Linked DNA regions of Mus musculus: region 1 is linked to region 2. The links are chromatin contacts, called in public Hi-C maps. All regions are on one chromosome and are shown on one strand. Each heading gives the region's core, a stretch centred on a gene start, on an enhancer-like site or on the middle of the called end of the contact. The rest is flanking DNA. Distances are from core to core; before and after follow the strand shown.

Region 1 (3,909 bases), core at 1,122-3,621, 120 kb after region 2:
TTCTGTGATTGGCTGCATACTCTCCATCTGCTGTGATTGGCTGCATACTCTCCAAGGCACAAGTCAAAAAAAAATTACAGAATACACTCTGATTCAGGGTGTGACGTGAGGATGCTCCCTACTATTTTCCAATGTTGAGCAACACAAGAAGTCTTAACTGAATTTGCTTGTAAAAGTAGGGCCCTCAAGGCAGTCTGTAAGACAATACTTCTATGTTAGATAGTTTTTTCCTGTGGGAGGATGGTAGGAGAAACACATATATGGTATAGGCAAAGTGACTCAGGAGAGTATGAAACATCTTCTTAGGATGCTGTTTTTGTGGGAGGGACACTAAAGCAGCTACTGTGGAAACAACTGTACTTAAACTTCCTGGCGGTTGCTATTGAAAGTGAACCTGGCTTATCCCAGCACAAAGAGGACATGGGTTTGTTCATAACAGCTCCTAAAGGTCACTTACCTGGGACTATTCCCAGGTGTATGAATTTCCAATCACTGCTGCTTCAAGCTAACTTGAGGTCTTAGACAAAGAGGAAGTTGTATGGCTATGGCCCAAAGGAGGGAGGCCCAGGGTTACTTAAGGAAGGACGTGCTGCAAATACCATTCATTTAAAGTATCACACAAGTGTCACCCCATGGCATGCCTTTCCCTGCTTGCCAAACCTCATTTCTGAGACATAGGCAGTGCAAAAGGAACACCTTGGCTTCACAGCCTGTAGAAATGAGAAGAGAAGAACAGCAAGAACTTAGGTGAGTCCATCCCATATCAGGGGCAGAATCCTGACGTTCTTTGGGGGGAACTCAAGCATAGGAAATCAAAAGAGTGTTACTTAAAATCAGGTTATATCGCATTTATTACTATCCTAAGTATACGTAAGAAGCCACAGGCATCCCTCTTATATAACAATGAGCAATCTTTCCCTTGTTTCTCTTTCTCCATTAAATGATGTATCCACTCATTTTAGGGTGAGGCATACATCTCAAAAGATTTGAATATATACATTCTATATTCTTCACTATCCAGATGTGAAACAATTGACTTGAAAGTGTTTTCCTTTTTAGGTAAAATTTTGATTTATCACTAGCATTAATCTTAGAGAAAATTATGTATGTGTAAGTCTTAATTAGACTATGGAATGAAGTGTGCATGTACACACACACATACACACACACACACACACACACACACACACACACACACACACACACACTCACACTTGCATGGAAATGGTGGTGACCTGGTTTTAACTCTAGTGTACAAGCAGGGCTGTTGTAAGGCAGAAATGACTTCATCAGGAAATCCTCAGTCAAACTTCCAAATATACAAATAGATGCCTTTTATTCTGCTGTGAATCAAAATGATGCCATGTCCTGTAATTAAGGATGTTAGTGGCCACGTTGAGTGAGAGCCAACCACACTTAGCCTTTGTTTCTAAGACAGTCATTTTCAAGTTCAGCATCTTAAGGCCAATAGGCACCTTATTTGGCAAAGATTCAGTTCTGTTCCTAAGTCATTTTAGGGTAATAGAATTTTCTTTCTTTCTTTTTTTCCTCCTTTTCTCCTTCCTTCCTTCCTTCCTTCCTTCCTTCCTTCCTTCCTTCCTTCCTTCCTTCCTTCCTTTCTTTCTTTCTTTCTTTCTCTTTCTTTCTTTCTTTCTTTCTTTCTTTCTTTCTTTCTTTCTTTCTTTCTTTCTTTCTTTCTTTTCTGTTCTCTTTTTTGGAGATGTACTGGTTGTTTGAACTTGATGCACAAATATTTATATATTTGGGCATGTTACTATGCAGTCAAAAATCAAAGAGTATTGCCTAAAAAAGCAAAATACAGAAACAAGTCTTAGCAATTATTGAATTGTTATTGAGCAAGATAATTACAAAAACAAACAAACAAATATTCAAACCCCTGTTGCTAAATGCAAATCTACGTGAGAGTGGGACACCAGATAACATTGCCTTATTATTTCTTCCTTACAGGAAATAATATGGAGTCATTAGGCTTTCTAAATATTAACTTCTCAAACTGACTGTGTAACTGGCTCCTGGGGCCGCATACAATGGCAGGGTGATATGGTCTGTTGATCTGGCCCACAGTCTGATGGGAGGGGAGCTGAAACACAGTTTTGTTTTGTTTTGTTTTCTTAAGCAGATCTACAAACCTCTCGGAATCAACCACTCCTTTTTTGGAGTCACTTGAGCCCTTGACCAAAGGCCTGCCTGAGTAGGATCTCTTCCTATGGATGCAGCAGGAACTCTCTATCCGCCTCCTCCAGCTGCAGGAGAGAAGAATTCACCGGAATGCTGAGATAATGCCTGAACTTGCTGAGCCCTCCTGCCTCCTGCCACCTCCATCAAGTTCTATCTTTGTCTTAGGCCCTGAGTCATGCCCTACACCGACCCCTCAGTCATCTGTGACTCATAGCAGAGAGCAGTTATACCCAATGCTGAGCCACAGGAGCAGACGATTATTCTATTCTTCTTTATTCTCTCATTCTCTCTCTTCTTCTTCTTCTTCTTCTTCTTCTTCTTCTTCTTCTTCTTCTTCTTCTTCTTCTTCTTCGTCGTCGTCGTCTTCTTCTTCTTCTTCTCTTTCTTTCTTCCTTCCTTCCTTCCACCTTTCTTTCTTTCTTTCTTTCTTTCTTTCTTTCTTTCTTTCTTTCTTTCTTTCTCTCTCTCTCTCCCTCTCTCCCTCCCTCCCTCCCTCCCCCCTCTCTCTTTCTTTCTTTCTCTCTCTCTTTCTTTCTTTCTTTCTTTCTTTCTTTCTTTCTTTCTTTCTTTCTTTCTTTCTTTCTTTCTTCCTCCGTCATTCTTCCATTCTTTGCTTCTGAAAGTATCTGTATCAGATCAGGACCCCGAGACCAAGTTCTAAGCACAAAGTAGATTTATTTGCACCAGATGGACAAAGGACAGAGAATAAGAGACAAAGACAGGATGAAGACAAAAGCAGAGATGATAAAGGACAAGGGAGAAGGGGAAAGGAACAAAAGAGAGGGGGCAGGAGTACCAATTCTTGGGGGGGGGAATGGGAGGACAAAGGACTGTCTCTGGATAGAGAGGAAAAAGAATTGGCTCTTAGGAAAATGGTGGTTTCTAAAGGTAAAACAAGAAACCCTGTGTTAGGATGAGGTATTTAATTTTAATTGGGCATGTTAATTAGATGAACCAAGGTAGGCTTTTGATTGCTGGATTTGAATACTTTGATAGCTGGACCTTGGTAGTCAGCCTCTAAAGGAGGAAATGTCCAAATAAGGGAATAGACCTTGAGGGCTCGCTTTAGGAATGTAATCTAATGGTTTTCAGCAAGGCAGAGGAAATGGGGGAGAAGGACAAGGCCTGCCAGACTCATGTCATGTGTGTCGTGCTCGGGCTAGCTAGAGGCCTTTCAATTCCTCTCCGTGTCTCTCTCTGTCTCTGCCTCTGTCTCTTCAGCTCTCTGTGTCTCCGACTCTCTGTCTCTCTGTTTTTCTCTGTCTCTCTACCTCTGTCTCCATCTCTGTCTTCATCTCTCTCTCTCTCTTTCCTCTCTCTCTCTCTCTCTCTCTCTCTCTCTCTCTCTCTCTGTCTTGTTCTCTACCTTGGAAGAAAAGTTAGGTCAAATGGTCATATCTTGAGCATCTTCTTCAAGAGCTTCTCTATCATTTGTGTCTTTAACTTGGGAGAAATTTTATCCTGAGTGGGCATTTTGGTGGGTATTTTCTTTTAAATGCCATTTTGGGTCAGATTTCTTTCTTGTAGAGTAACCTATCTTTACTTGATTACAAATATGATACTGAATAATATTTATTTATGTATTTATTATTTGTTGTGTGCTTGCTTGGCCTTTGTAATATGACTTTACAGTTTCTCCCATTAACCTGTGGAGTCTCTCTACTTCTGGAATCTGTATTTGCTGTCCTTTGGCCTTCACAAGTTTCAGAA
Region 2 (3,986 bases), core at 425-2,924:
ATAGGACACAATTGATAAAGTTCAATTAAGATGGAAAATATGGAGGCAGGAAATAAGGAGATTATGTCAAGGTTGACTACAGTTTTTCAGTCTGACTAACTGAATGGGATGTGATGTTATTCATAGAGATAGGTAACATTAAGCCATTTTTTAATTCTATGAGAAGAAATTCATATTTACCTCCACTAGGTGAATTTGAAGCAATTATGTGATAACCTGTGTCACATGAGCCATCTACCTCTCTTGTCAAGAGACCTGGGTCCTTGGAGACACAAGTTTGTACATGGTTTGATATGGTTAGAAAGTAACTTGAGCTGTAACAACAGATGAGATCATCTAGCACCGACTCTGTACAATGGAGGATTCTAACCTTTCGAGGTTGGCTGCAGGAAGATGCCCCAGCACAATGAAAAGGAGTGGCAAGCAGAAAAAGGAGTAGGCCCGCAGGATTTATTGTCATCAAAGCCTGAAAGAGAAGAGTTCATGTAGGAGGCAAGTCATGGCTAATAGCCTTCGAACAAAACCATACAGCAATTTCTAGAGACGACTAAGTGTTGGCTGTATCCTTGCTCAGTAGCAGCTCCTTTTGGGCTGGATTGGTGAACGGAAACGGAGATGGAGAAGATGCTATGGATCTCTTGCTCTTTTCCCTTTGACTGCTGTGTTCATATCCCTAAGAATGATCGTTATGAGTAACTGTACCTCAAAAGAGTTTTATTGTTTTGTTGTGGGATTATTTTTTTAATGTTTTTACCACACTCAGTCTAAGCACTAAGAAAATATTCCCAGAACTAGCCCTCAAATAATGGCTGTCAGGGATTTGACAACTGAATATCCCAGATGCTTGGCTCTCAGCCGACAGAACAAAATTTAGGATCTTACATCAGAGGGATGGACTTGTTTGCTAATAGACTTCTCACGAACTTTCTGCTCGTCCCTAGCACAGGTCCCTTAGCATTTTACAGAATCCCTTAGAACAGTCACCCACCTTTGTGTCCTTGCCTCAGCGGCTGCTTCTGGGTAACAAGAAATATATAAAAGCTTAGGTAATGTGAGGCAATAAATGTGCATTTAAAGAGGATTAGATAACGAGGGGTATCAGGAGGAGAGCAGCGTTATGAAATTATGAAATATACTGGAGCTCTGTTCATGCTAATGGAAGATTTAGGAGAGTGAAAAGAAAAAAGATTTTTTTAAATAGAAATCTTATTTATGTAATTTTCAGAGCTGTTGGTTAAAAGGAAAATAAATAATAAAAATGAGGGAAATATAGTAGGGTTTACAGTAGAATACTCAGAAAGTTACTTTCTGGATGTAACAGAAAGAGCAAAAGTTTTTTTTTGTTTTTCTTAAAAAGAATGAAGCAGGCTCCATAGATCCTGGACTTTAGTACACAGAGGAATTCCCAACATCTCTAGAATCCACTTAGTTACTGCATGACATATTTTCCCTCCAGATGCACAGGCTGAAGAGTCGGCTGTTGGTCGAATACACTTGTATTCTTTTCTCAGCAATTATTTTAAGGAATGCATTTGAATAAAATGCACTTTTGGCATCATTTTTCAGAATGGGCGATGATTTATGCTTTTCTTGCAGGGACAAGATGGCTCTGGGCATGAGTCATGACTGTGCTGGGAAGGTTCCGATGGGAACCTTGTTCCTGCGGGCTGATCCCTACCTTACATGGACTTGAGGCTGTGCATGGCTTTTATTAACTTGAGGATTTTGCTTGTAGAGGCTTGGGATTCATCTTTTCCTTCACAACACAAGCCCTGCTCGTGGTTCACACGCACCTGATTCAGAATCTGTGCTTGGGTCTCTGAGTGGCTTGGGAATAGTAATTTGGGAAGTCTCTGATTCTTTGTCAGCTAAAATGAGATGATGCATTCCCTGGTGGAGCTGGGAAATAGGCTAGTCCTCTGTGGGGGAGTCGATTAAAATGGCAGACAAAGTTCTGATTCTGTGGGACAGTTTTAGTATAAATAAAATTTGTTCATGGGCCAAGAAAGCTACAAACTGCAACACTGATCTCTGCTTCTTCTCGATTCAAAAATGTACTGTTTTACATACCGTCTTCAGATATGAGGTTTTCTTGGGGAAAAAAAATATCCTGACCCAGAGCAGATGTTCTTGGGGGCGGAGGGAAGAACCACTGAAGTCTTTCATGGGTCAAGGTGATTGAACTGTAAGACTGATACTTGAAATTTTCCAGGTTAAAATTATTCCTGTCACTGTTCTTGGCTCTGGTTTTCAAAATGTATTTTACAGCATTGCTTGTAAGGTGTTACCATGCATACGAATCACCTGGGGGTTTTGTTACACTGAATGTAGATTCCTCTTCAGTAGTTTGAGGCTGAACTTGATGCTGATTGTGTGTGTGTGTGTGTGTGTGTGTGTGTGTGTGTGTGTGTGTGTGTGTGACCAGGAGGTGCAGAAGCTTGTCGCCTAAGATGCTATCTAAGAGAGACATTCTCTGGGCCTTTATGCTTAAGTAAAACATAATTTTAAATTACATCTGCATTTTATCTTCCCATTTGAAATCCTACTGGTGAATGAGTTGACAATCCTGGAAGGCTTTGTATGATGGAAGCTGGTTTAATATGAAAAGGTCATACAATATGCCATCCCTTAAAGCCTGGGAATTTTGATTTCTCATGAGTGAACAGGACAATGTTTTGTGTCCAGTCAAAAAGCGATTCACATATTTAAGCAGACATAAGAAGTGTTTTGGAAGCATATTTGACCCTCTTTATAGTGATTCTAGCAACCCAGAATGTCTCACATTTTCCAGATGACCAGGATTCTAAGTAGAATGCTCAACAGTCCTGTTAGGACAGTACCTCCACCAGGCTCTTCTATATTCCAAACATACTGCGAACATCAATTGGATCTAAACTTACTTAGTAGTTTAGCCATAACTGGGCTTCCATTAAAAGTGGCATGTATGGAAGCACTGCAGGGGAATATGGCCCAAACACATTGTGTGAAATTCTTAAAGAATAAAATAGCTCTTTATAAAGATGCTGTGTAGGAATACAGACTCCTCAACCATCCTAAATTATTGGCTACATTCACTATGGTAACATGTCCATGTAACAATTCTTTAATGAGTTCTCATGAAGATTCCATTTCAGAAGTGACCACTCTTTGAATTGTAAGCAAGTGTCTTTATTCTAATAAGCATTCTCAGGACTTACCAAGGCAGGTGTTCCGAGGTCCATATTTGAGAATGAATTTTTGTTTTAGGGTAATGTAACAGCCAACAACTTGGCTTTCTAAATCTGTATTTTTAAGTCCTATTTTAGTATTCTATTCCAGTCATGAATGAAGGATATATATGGTTGCATGGGAAAGTCAGTACTTTTGCTTCTAATGTTATTGAAAATATTGTCATTAGTCAGAACAGAAAACACTCTACAGGAACTTATTGGCAGAGAAATACAACTTTGCTCCTGTAATTCCAGGTCTAGGCTTATCAGAATAGAATATTTCCTAACATGGTTTACTATAAGAGTAAATACACATTTGATATTTCATAAGATATGTTGGCATCAATATAAACATGTAAACATATGTAAAAATTTCGAGAAATTGTTAACTCAGTCTTCTAAGTCATCAGTGACTTATGTATATGTTGACTTGTTATCATTCTCCTGGGAATAGGTATTCTGTAGCTTGAGAAAAATAGCCTTATCTCTTGATTATGATCTTCCAAATAAAGAGGAAACCCCCTTTATAACTTTTTACAGAAAAAAAAAGATTTCTTACAGAATTTTTCTATTGCGGTATTTTATAATAGAAATTACATTCTTTTATTATTAAAATTTTAGCATGATTGCTATATTAGAAAAAAATTAAATGCTGAAATATAGTGACCTCTATTAGTCTCATTGTTCCGCACATATGCTAATATTTCCACATTTCCTATTCCATTTAATTTCAGTTTTCAAATTAATTTCTTATTATGTATGTGATTTAAAACAAAG

The links. A called contact is a pair of places that touch in the nucleus more often than the background predicts.
Region 1: a contact with region 2 is called in a Hi-C map of adipose-derived mesenchymal stem cells, with 2.4 times the contacts expected there. The contact joins two enhancer-like sites. A contact is called at or near these places in 15 of 484 Hi-C or Micro-C datasets (the 3T3-L1 cell line, 3T3-L1-derived adipocytes, the C2C12 cell line and 10 more) and 1 of 115 datasets of contacts at active chromatin or transcription factors (embryonic fibroblasts).

Annotation. Positions count from the first base shown.
Region 1 is chr2:137,719,905-137,723,813 of GRCm38.p6, forward strand. It overlaps Gm14064 (a long non-coding RNA gene), which reads left to right. Exons shown (of 6, transcript XR_866773.2): 6 at 2,141-2,499. Among named protein-coding and RNA genes, the nearest start is that of Gm14064, 58 kb to the left of the region's middle. Within about 2 kb of position 2,372, at least 48 of the 459 cell types and tissues checked have an H3K27ac peak or open chromatin away from gene starts, as enhancers often do. A contact at or near this core is called in the C2C12 cell line, the C3H10T1/2 cell line, adipose-derived mesenchymal stem cells and 2 more, where this site is marked.
Region 2 is chr2:137,596,702-137,600,687 of GRCm38.p6, forward strand. No RefSeq gene overlaps it. Among named protein-coding and RNA genes, the nearest start is that of Gm14064, 65 kb to the right of the region's middle. Within about 2 kb of position 1,675, at least 26 of the 459 cell types and tissues checked have an H3K27ac peak or open chromatin away from gene starts, as enhancers often do. A contact at or near this core is called in the C2C12 cell line, the C3H10T1/2 cell line, adipose-derived mesenchymal stem cells and 2 more, where this site is marked.